2 separate regions of the Mus musculus genome follow, and region 1 is linked to region 2. Evidence: chromatin contacts called from public promoter capture Hi-C data. All regions are on one chromosome and are shown on one strand. The core of a region is the stretch at or near the end of the contact, and the rest is flanking DNA. Distances in the headings are between cores, read along the strand shown.

Region 1 (5,864 bases), core at 1,808-4,307, 890 kb after region 2:
TATGGTGAAACTCTCTTATAATTCCAGCAGTGGAAACGCAGGTCCCTGGCAGGCACTGGAACACAGGAACTACTGAGGGTCCTTTTCTCAAAAAATAAAACAAAAAACAAGGTGGATGAGTCCTGACTCCTGAAGAAGAAAGACATCCAAGGTTGACTTCTGGATTCTACTGTGATACATTCTCTCTCTCTCTCTCTCTCTCTCTCTCTCTCTCTCTCTCTCTCTCTCTCTCTCTCTATAACACACACACACACACACACACACACACACACACACACACACACACACAGATTTCACAGAATGACCATGATTTAGTTTGAAATATTTATTAGTTAATAAAAGTGGCTAGATTGGTTTAAAATGATTAAATTCAAGGAAGTGTCCAAGATTGGAGACATATTTATGTGATAAAGGTCCAAGACTAGTTCAGAAGACTGAGTGTCCAACAATGCTTCAAAGATTGGATACATGAAGAGACATGTTCAAACACTGAGGCCAGCAAGAGTGGAGGGAAAAGAAGAAATGAACAAAGGAAATAAAGCCAGTGGTGATGTAGGCAGGAGACAAACAGTTGGAGTGTATGGGCTTGAAGGCCAAAATGGAATTACTTTTCAGGAGGAGGTATAAAATGAGATTGAAGATCTGCAGTTGCAGGGAGTTGATGTAGCCACCTGTTCTACTGAGGTCACCAGCTCACAGCTCTCTTTCTCATGCATCAGGGTCACATAGTTTCTACTCTTCCTTGATGTTCTCTGAATTTGGATGGGGAAGGATAGTACAGATGACTCATTCAAAGCTGAGGGCTCACAGTTATTTATACTTGCTAGATTGGCCAGTGATCTGTGGCTAGATCCACCACTACCTGCCTTGAAGAGACTTTTATCAATAGCAAACCAGTAGAAATTTCAGCATGAATGGGGAGGCCCTCCCTTGCAAGCCCCATCCTTGTTGGACTGACAGCAGATCCTTGCAGAGGGAGGAAATGACTCTCCTTTGTAGACATGGTTACAAATGCTAGAGGGTTAACAACAGCAGAATGAAGGGTGAGAACTTGGGAGGGAGCCATTGCGGATGGTACAGGGGAGATGGAAACGATCTAAATATATTGTATAATAGTATGAGATTTTTAAAGAGAAAAATATTTTTTTAAAAAATGAATGTGGTTCATCAAATAAGATGAAGGGAGTGATGGCAACGCTGGAGAATTTGCTAAATTTGACTACAGGTTTCATGAGAAAAGCTGAAGCAGAAACCTGATCAGAGTGGATTCAATATTAGAGAGGCCAGGTCCTGGGGTGTTGCTTCAAGGTAGAGCTTAGCATACACAAGGCCCTGGGTCCAGCTCCAAACACCAATTGTCCTCATGGAAAACTAAACCAAACCCAATAAAAACCAAGTACTTTGAGCTGGAGATGTAATCTAATGGCAGGCCATATGCTTAGACTACATGACAGCCCAGAAAGAAAAGGAAGGATGGATGGAGAGGAGGAAGGCAGACTGGCAGGGAGGGGAGAGAGAAGATAAGCAAAGAACACATTTCAAGGTTTCTGAATTAAGCAGTAACCATAAACACTATGCAAAGGAAGAGTAGGGGCTAATGAACTAAGTTATGATCTACTGTGCTGCTGATGAAGATGCTGCAGTGGAGTGTGAACAGCAATGGCCTATGAGAGAGGAGAGCCTGATGACAGAGTAAGAGGATATAGGATCTTCAGTAGAACCTGAACACTTCACTGTCTGGAGAGTCCGTGTGGTGGTAACGGTGGGTGGGCTCGTCTCCCACCCATTGCTTCTATTAGAGTAAAGCTGGAATCAGGGTTCCATGCACCTGTGGCCCTGAGTTAACAAATGCAGCTTAGCATACCCCACTTTGCTTGCCCCTCCCCACCACCACTATAGCTGACACAATTTTGACACAAATATGGTGCCTTACAAGATCTTACCGTTGACCACATACACCCAGCTCTTCATAAAGCTTTATTTGATCACCCTGACTCAGAACCCTCCTTCCTCCTGCTTCAAATAGAATGAATTTATGCATAGCAAGTCCTCTAGAAACAAATCTAATCTATTTTTTTTTTCAGGAAAATATCCCAGCTGGTACTCTGTTTAAATGTAATACATATTTATCAATAGACTAATCTAGGAGGTAAAGCAGGTGGAGGGGTCAGGCTGAATAGCCAATACCACTATCAAGTGTTTTTAGTAGAAATTGATCACTTACATTTTCTAGGAAAACTGAAAAACCCCCAAAGAAGAACAGCAACAGCACCTCCTAGCAGGGTCCAAAGGGTCAGCACTTTCTTCGCATCTGTACATAAAGCAAGCAGACAGGTCACTACCAGAGAAAAATAACAAGCAAACAAAACCTCCATTAAAAAAGCCATAATCTCTGTATCCTATACACAACTCAGCCATTGATCTATTAGGAAAAGGGAAAAGGCACTCAGGTGTGACTTTGGCTTTTGTCTGTACAGTACTTTGTCACTTCCAAGAGCTGGGCAAAACACTCTCCAGCAAAGCTTGAAGAACAAAAACACAGTCCCCCACCTTTTGTGGCTTTGGGGGGGGGGCGCGGGTGGGTGGGTTTGGTTTGGTTTGGTTTTAATAAAATGTCTTCTGTTGTGAGGAGGGTGGAGCGGGAGTGTATCATCTTCACTTTTAGTCTTGAGCCTTTGTTGATGATGGCCACTTTTTCTTAAAGTTCACCTCTGCCTCACAGGCAGAGGCTACCAGTCTTAGCTTTCAATGAAACCCAGTCATCTCCTTACCGAACATTAACCTGTGATGCCTGCGTTCATGGCTTGTCTGAGGTAGTCTGGGTGAAGTGTCGGTCTGCATAGAAATGGTGCTCCAGTGACTACAGAGATTGAGAAAATTCTTAAGCGGAAAGGAGAACTGATAGTTGTATCCGTTGTCTTCAAAGCTCTAGACTCGGAGGGCTGAGTTTCTTTGGAATCAAGACTAGAGCAAGATTGATAGATGGGAGAGATAGCACCACTCCAGCGTGATGGTTCTGCATGATGGGCCACAAGACATCTCACTGGCCCTGTCCTCTAACGGTAGCACGCTCCAACGGGTGTCTCGCTAGCTGCCCTGATTGGCTGCTGGTCGCCATGGGGAAGCCTGATTAGCATCCTCTCCCTTCAGCTATCCAGTCAAGACTTCCCCTTCCCTGGTCTTTGTATAGTGTCTCCCGTGTAAACTATCTGATAAAGCCCGTGTAACTTTAGAGTTGTTTGAACTAACTGTAAATCACACTTATCCTTTCTTGATCTTTGAGCCCCACATCCAGTTTTACTTTGCTTTTAATCGCTTTCTCTTTACTTCCAACGGTCCGGTGAATTGTATTGTGAAACTTGGCAAAGTAAACTCATGGTAAATTAAGGTTTGTTTCCTACACAGGTACTATCCTCTTTGCAGAAGCTCAGAATGATGTATTCCTACAGAAGCTGGAATCATGCCTACAGATTCCCGTAATTGAAGAAGGAATTATACTTTTTTGTTATCTTTAATTTCCCCCAAACACTGAAACCATTCTTCATCTTGTATTGGGGAATTGAAAGATCGGATTAAGGAATATTTAAATTCCATTGTAATTCAAACATAAGAAACATCAGCATGCCCATATTTTATATGTGGTGCCACACATCTGTAAAATCTGATATAAGAAGATTGTTAACTGTCTAAGTTTGCTTTTCTGTTGCTGTGATAAAACCTTCTCACCAAAAGCTACTCAGGGGAGAAAGGGAGAAACCCATCAGAGTGGCTGCTTCTGCTCTGTTTCCAGCAGGGAACTGAGCCAAAGGCAGGGTTTATGCAGTGTTTCTTGTGGAGCAGAGTTTTTTCCAAGGTCAAGATTTTGGTGGGATTTCAAGTCCTGAGATTGGGGAGTGGGGTGGAGGGAGCAGGGATTGATTTTTTTTTTTTATTATCACCAATTGGTGAGTTTCTGTGGCAAGCTGAGAATTGGTGGGATTCTGTGTTTTTTGCCTTGGTCTTGGGGTCTGGTCAGGATCAGGGTCTTTCTTTAGCCCCTTTACCACACAGAGATGGTTGCTGGAAAACCCTCAGAAGCACAAGGGTAAGCAGAAGGGCCCCTGCACAGTGCAGGTACATGCCTTTGGTGAAATGCTCACCTCTGAAACATGAGGGCCAGAGTTTGATCCTCAGAACCCAAGTAAATAAAGCTAGGTGTGGTATCATGATGCTTTCATAATGTCAATACTAGGGAGGTGCAGGTCTTTGGGGGTAAGCGTTTCTACTCGGATGGGAGGGTATCCTGGGACTCAGAAGCCCAGGAACCAATAAAGCTCTAAAGGGAGAAGGTGTCCCAGTGAAAGGGCATCGGGAGTCATGAGGGCTCAGGAATGACAAAGGTCTGAGGTGGGACAGTGTCCTAATGGAAGGGCATCTTGAGTCAAGGGAACTCAAGAACCTGACAGCTCAGGGTCCTTCATGCTGTGGCTGGCCTATCCAGGGCTTGTAATGCCAAGTCCTTTGTGAGCACGACTGAGAGTTACTGCTAGTGAGTCTTCCTTCACCGCAATCTCACAACTGTCATTTTCTGTTGGAAAAGTGAAAATAGGAGAGAATTAAAAATATATATTAACCTTATAAATAACTTTCAAAAGTAAAATGATGTCTTCTAAACGGTTTTGCTCTTTTATCTAATAAGGAAATGTTCCATGATTACTCTAAACATATTATTTTAAGTCTTTATGTCACTCATCTTTTGTGCCATACTCCTTTCATCTGGCTCGTGTTTTCCTACAGTCAGATTTTGAAATGAATTATTTCAGAATGAATATTTCAATGTTTTACACACCAATTAGAGACAGCTTGTTTTTGATAGTTAAGAGTGTGTGATATTTAGATTCCAGTTCCTTGGAGGTGAATTAATTAAAAGTACATGATGTTATATAATGCTTGAACAGGGTCTGCAATGGCTTGTGGCAATATTGGAACTTGGTCTGGAGTAAAGTCTGTTGCCTGGCAACGTCCCCTTTACTGTCCTGGCATCAGAGGCAATTTCACAGTTGGTGCATTTTTCCCCATCACATCTCTAGGGGCTTCGGGGGCGTTGGCGTGGGGCAGAGACGATTACAGCTGGACCGAGTGTTCTGTTGTATAAAGGATGCACGTGCTTTTCCTTTGCTCTGAGGTTTCTTTTAATAGCAATCGTACTTGGCAGAAACATGGCTACTGGGGTTGTTACTTCCTTCAACACTGTGGTTTAGACCTCAAACGCCTGTGTTGACGCCTCAGGTCCACATGGTGGCACTCGTGGGAGGCAGTGGAATACATCAGAGGCAGAGGAAGGAGCTGGTGGTGTCCTTGGACTACAGACTTCTGTCTTTTCCTCTTTCCCTTTTCTGCTTGGCCTTTGCAGTGGGTGACTCTGCTTTACCGTAACACTATTGTGAATAAAGCAGTGCCTAATCCTCACATCCGAACTATGCTGCTGCCATCCAGCCATGATCTGAAACCCCCAACGCCCACGAGGGCCCGCCTCGAGCAAAAAGAAATGCTTTTTCTTTTGTTCTGGATCAGGTCCCTTTGTTCATGCTGAATCAAGAGGGGTCAAGAAACAGCTTCTCCTGTGTTGCTCATTCTGGGATTCTAGGTATCAAAGGTTTGCAGGCTGGACTGATGGACTCAGAGGCTTAGGTAGCTCCAAGCCCTGTGAAGATGCTCCAGGGCTTAGGATCCAGAGGCATGCAGTCTTATTGTCTGGCACATCTGTTGTCCATAGTTGGGCACTCAACAGCTAGTGAACTCTTTGACTCTAAGCAGCAGTAGGTGATGGCTACAGGTGGCAGCATGTAGCAGCTGCTAGTTTCATAGCTCAGGCCACAGGTGTT
Region 2 (5,546 bases), core at 2,136-4,635:
CTTGTGAATAGTCTCCCTATGCCCACTGATTGGCTTTCTGCTTTCAGACGCAACAGCCTTAGTTCTTTCCCTCAGTGGGTTCTGCCTCAACCACTGACATATAGGAAGGTATCTCTCCCTCCTGAGCTCCAGGATGCCAATATGTTACATTGCACCTTACAACCCAGACGATTCCTGACCCCAGACCCCCTTCAGCGGATAAAGTACTAGTCACCCCTATTTGAGAGGGGCAGCTGGAATCCCTCTTCTAACCCGAAGCCTCTATTCCTGGTCACTCTGGTGGCAGCAGAGCCAGTTAACCTTTCCACCTTACCTCCTACTAAAGCTAGGCCCTCAGGCTTGGCTACATTGTCTTCAAGAGACAGGAAGGGCTGGAGGGCAGCCAAGCGCTGGGGTGAGATAAGGACTGGCTCTCTGCCCAGAGATCTGTGGCCAGCACTCACCTCAAATACAAGTGTGGCGTTGGGGGGGATCTTCGGAGGGCTGCCTGCTGCGCCATAGGCATATTCTGGCTTGCAGGTGATGTGGCACACTTCCCCCACTTTCATGGTTGCCACAGCAATATCCCAAGCCTTGATGACCTCCCCTGTAGATAGAGGAAAAGAAGACCCACTTAGCAGGGGCGTCACTCTAGGCTCAGTGTCCCCAAAGATAGACACTGCACTACACCCAAGCAGAATCTGAACACCTCTAGAAAGAGGACCAGGGGACAAGCAGGGCGGTGTTGTTCTTAGGACATTAAAAGATCTCTCAACCCTGCAACACAGTTCAAGAAGCAAGGGAAGCGCTGGATCGATGAGGCGGTTAAGGAGGAACTGGTCTGTCCCACAAGAGGAGAAGGAAACACAGGATGGGTAACATATGGGTTCTTGGCCATTCCTTCTTGTTTTGTTTTGTTTTTTGTTTTTTTTTTTTTCGAGGAAGGGTTTCTCTCTATAGCCCTGGCTGTCCTGGAACTCACTCTGTAGACCAGGCTGACCTCGGAACTCAGAAATCCGCCTGCCTCTGCCTCCCGAGTGCTGGGATTAAAGGCGTGCGCCACCACGCCCGGCTGTGGCCATTCCTTCTTAAGCTTCCTTCTGGTGGCCTTTTCTTTTGTGAGGGCTAGTTTGTGCTTTTTTGCCAAGGCTGGCTTGAACTACTACTGGCTCAAGGCTTGCCTCAATCTCTGGTCGCTGGAAACATAGGTAAGCAGTGCTGAGCCCAGCTCCAGCTTGGCTGGGAACGTCACTTTTTCTTGTGACAGCTGCTATCAACTTCGGAGCCTATCTATCCTGCCAACCCACTAACCAAGCCTACCTTTTCCCAGGTCAAAGGAGAATTTGTCCTTGCGGTCCAGACTGGAGTCAAACTTTGTGCCATCTAGCAGCCAGCCAGTGTAGTGGACAAAGACTCGGTCCCCGATCATGGGTGTCTCTGTGCCTGTACCCTCTCTCTTGATGACCTGGGGGGGAGGGGAAGAGAAGGTGAGTACCTAAGGATGTGGGCAGAAGGGCCCCAACTGCCCATAAGCCCCCCAAAGACACATACTGGATGGACTCGGCTGCACCCACTGCCCCCTGCTTCTTTTCAGCAGGTCCGAGAGCTTAGTCTTCAAATGATGGATACCAGTGATTAGCTTAGATTCAACTAACCTCCCTAGCCATCTCCCTCCAGGTCTTGCTTTAGAGAACTGCATATAATTTGGGTTCAAGTTTTGTCTATGGTTTTGGACAAGTTGCTAAACTATCCAGAACTTATCGGTCAGGCATTGAGGACAACCCCTATCCTCCAGAGGTGTTTGGGGGAAAACAAAAATAAAAACAAAAACCTGATAGAAAGTAGTGGATCACCAGATCAGGGTCTGGTTTGAATAGAAAGGAACAGGAGTAATGAAAAGAAAAAGATCCCCTCAAAACTGGGAAAAAGGAAGGACCAGATTACAGCCGAGCACAAAGGCTCTGTATCAGGCGCTGGAAACTACATGTGGGAAGGGAAACTACCTGTCTGGCAAGCCAAGGAGTCCTTTATCTCTCCTGCGTGTATAGGCAGGCGTCTATTTCTGCTTAACATTCTTATATATGGTGACCCCATAGGAGAGCCAATAGGTAGATATGGAACCCATCCTCTAAGGCTTCCTTGATAAGAATGTACAGGGCCCCGCGAAGGAATGGAGGATAAAAGAGGAACAGACCCCGTCTGGGAATCAGAACCTAGCGCAAAGGAGAAAGGGCCACATGTTCACGGGGAGCAGCAAGAGTTGAGGTAAAAAGCCAGGAGCATTTCTGGACCAACGAGGCTCCCTAAGGTCTCTGGTTTGCACAAGCCACACACACTAGAAACTGAGCAATGGGACTCACGGAGGAGAAACAATGGATGCAGGGAGACATGCAATGCAGGTTAGGATTTCACCGTCCTGGACTGCTGGCAGAACCTGCTCTGAAACGGCGTCCATTGTCCCGACCCGGGTCAGGGCGCCCTCCCCCTCGCTCCTCGGGCTATTTGCAGTCAGGCGATTAGTGAGCCGCTGGCTCTAAGGCAATGCACCTCCCCCCATGGCCAGCACCCAGTACCCCCCAACTCAGAAAGACTCAGGAGGGGCAGGCGAGGAACTACAGGTCCCGGCATGCATCGCTCTCGCTCTCCCCGGGCCGAGAAAGGGGGCACAGCATGGCCGAGCCCGTGACCTCGCTGGATCTCGGCGATTGCAAAAGGGGCGCAGAAAGGCACAAAGGGCTTTGGGCCAGGAACCTGCTCCCGGGAGCCGTTTCAGGTCCTAGCTAATGTTTAACTTTCAAGTGGGCGAGCCCTGGCGCACCTTCGTCCAGGTGGACGGCGCACGCTGCGGCCGAGGGGTTCCCGGGAGGCGAGGCCTGAGTCCCTCGGCGCGCCCGAGCCTCGTGCACCCCGCCCGGGCCCCCTGGCAGCGGCTCTCGCGCTCCGCTCCGCCCCTCTCAGCCGCACAGTGCAGCCGGATCGAGTTGGCGTTGCAGTGGGGGCTTCTTCCCGGACCCGGGCCGCACCCTCCGGAGCGTGCAGCCGCCGTGCCGTTTTCAGGGCTGCAGCCTGCGCAGGGAAGACGAATCCCCCCCATCCTCCGGCCGCGGTACCCCCAAGGCCCATGAGCCTGCAGCCGAGGACTCCGCGGCCCCTCACCTTGAGCACGCCCTCGTCCTGTTTGGGGCTGATGTCCACTCCTTCGAGAGGCAGGGGCGCCGACTGCGCCCCGTTCTCCGCCGCCTTCATCTCCTCGGCGGTCATGGCCGCTGGGCGCACCGTTGGCTGCGAGAGTGTGGCAAGCGCGAGCACGGCACTCTGGCCGCCGACCGGAGTGAGCGACGGGGCGGCGTGCGGCGGAAGGCGGCGCTGCCCACCTCGAACCGCGCTCCAGGCTCGCGCACCCGGCTATCCGCGCGCTCGCCGGCGGCGGCCGAGTGGGGTGACGCCGAGGGGCGGGCCTGGCGCGGCCCGGCCTGCAATTGGTCCCCTCCGCCTCGGGGGCGGGGCAGGGAGGAGCGGCACGAGCGGGCTGCAAAGGGGCGGGAGCGGAGAACTTTCTAGAGAAGCGGTTAAACGGGTTGAGGCTCTTGGACTGAGGGTACTGGAGTGGTTTGGTTTTTTTGTTTGTTTGTGTCGTTTTTGTTAAGATTTGCTTTTCTGGTTGATGGCCCCTAGGAGTGCCCTCCTCCTACACCAGGACCTCTGGGATCACAATCTTCCCTATGTCGTTCCGCCCCACCCCCACCCTTACCCCACCCCTCTGCCCGCGTCTAAGCGATTTTTCCAGATCCTTCTCTATCCTCAGGACTCCAAGTGGCGAGCCTCCCAAGTCCGGGCCTGCCTCGTGGCCGGCCCTGCTCACCCAGGCCCACAGCGGAATAGCTGGAGACAGGCAGTCAGATGTGAAGTGGCAAAGATCGGCCTCCCGTGATTGTGCCACAGATGCCCATGGTTCCAGGCGTGGGCACCTGAGCAGTGTGGGAAAGAGAGGTCGAGGGATTGAAAGTGTGGGCCCCGTAGGGACAGTTTCAGCCCAGGTGCACAGATCGGACACAACTTTGCCCTCCCTGCAGCCTGGCAGGCCCACCGCAAAAATGCCATGAGCAGATTTATAAGAGCCATAGACTTGTAAGTGGAGGTACGTGTGTTAAAATTCCTTTTCTCCCACCATACTAATCAGCCTTTTTTGGTTAGTACTGGCACACAAAATGGTTTCAGCTCACGCGAAAAAAAAATTTTTTCCCCCTTCCCCCTCTTTACTAAAGGTGAATAGGAAGGAAGGTTTTCTCAACCTGCTCGCTGCTCCTATGAGATGCCTGTGGAGTTCTGAGTCTGTGTGGCTAAAACCATGAAGTTCTGATTACCGGAACAGTGCTGGCTTGATGGAAGATCTGTCTGGAGAGGTCCTGACTCTGCCCAGCAGTTTAGTACCCAGTTATACAGCCTGGTGAGTGCTATCAGACCTGCCTATTGTATTATTGGCTTTGCGAGTTTTCATTCCAGTGTAATGAACTTTTTGTCTCTGTGTGCCCAGCATGGTGCTGTTCGTGGTCCAACGCAAGTGATGGCGTTTAAGTAGGCAATAAGCTAGTTATTATATGGTGCCTGCGAGATGGCTCAGTGGATGTTGGTGCTTTTGAAAGTCTTTAGACCTGGGTTTTATCCCTAACACCCACAGTATTGAGAAAACCCCTTCAAAGTTGTCTTTTGACATCCACACTTGTGCCCTATTATCCCTCCCAAAGAAGTGAAATAATAATAACCCTTATTATGATGGTTTAAGTATATTAGGTATTTTATTGTAGTCCCTTCTGATGGAACCAAACAAATGGGTTGTAGAAGTAAGCTACTCTTTCCAGCAATTTATAGTCTCATGAGTTTAACCATGGTCTGATTTGTTAGGTGGCTAGAGACACTGCCAGAGAATATGTGGGGTGTGTGTGTGGCTACTCTGGTAGTGAAGGCTCTTGGTAGTGAATGGAGCCTTTGTATACCACTGCCTTGCACATGGTACTTATCTTTCTGGTGCTCACATAGGTACCTGCTGATTATGGTCTTTGGGTGTTATCTGGCACAGCAAGTTGTGATGGAGAAAGTATTAGCAGTGAGTTTGTGTCTCTTCCCTGAGAACAGCATTGTTGGAGGCCTAACTCCTTTGATCTCATGAGCACCTCCCAGTGGAGCACTCAGCACCAGCACTCAGTGCCTGCAGACTGCGGGCACAAAGTTACCTAAGGTTATGATAGACAGCTCTTATTGGTTAGCAATAAGCAAAGGGTTGGCTCACCTTGCAGTATAGCTGTCAAAACTGGGGCAGGTTTTGTCTGTGAGTCCTGTCAATAGGGTGACCCAGTGGTTACAAAGGAGGGAATGTTCCGGTGTGTCTAGTGCAGCACTTGGCTTCCAGTGGTAAGTGGATAGGTGATGGCCACTGCTATAATGTGATGTGTGTGGGGATGGCGGTGAGCATGAAACACTGCAGTAAGGGCATGGAGCACTGTAGTAAGGGCATGGAGCACTGCAGTAGGAGCATGGAGCACTACAGTAGGAACATGGAGCACTGCAGT

What was found. Promoter capture Hi-C pulls out the DNA fragments that hold promoters and counts their contacts.
Region 1: a contact with region 2 is called in a promoter capture Hi-C map of pre-B cells, with 4 times the contacts expected there. The contact joins the promoter of Clec2m here to the promoter of Fkbp4 in region 2. A contact is called at or near these places in 1 of 39 promoter capture datasets (pre-B cells) and 1 of 115 datasets of contacts at active chromatin or transcription factors (large pre-B cells).

Annotation. Positions count from the first base shown.
Region 1 is chr6:129,328,724-129,334,587 of GRCm38.p6, forward strand. Clec2m (C-type lectin domain family 2, member m) reads right to left here and starts at 3,058. Exons shown (of 5, transcript NM_199034.4): 1 at 2,772-3,058; 2 at 2,225-2,311. The coding sequence starts at 2,841.
Region 2 is chr6:128,435,271-128,440,816 of GRCm38.p6, forward strand. Fkbp4 (FK506 binding protein 4) reads right to left here and starts at 3,386. Exons shown (of 10, transcript NM_010219.4): 1 at 3,136-3,386; 2 at 1,300-1,444; 3 at 444-586. The coding sequence starts at 3,240. Gm10069 (predicted gene 10069) reads left to right here and starts at 3,487. Exons shown (of 5, transcript NR_028593.1): 1 at 3,487-4,117; 2 at 4,245-4,426.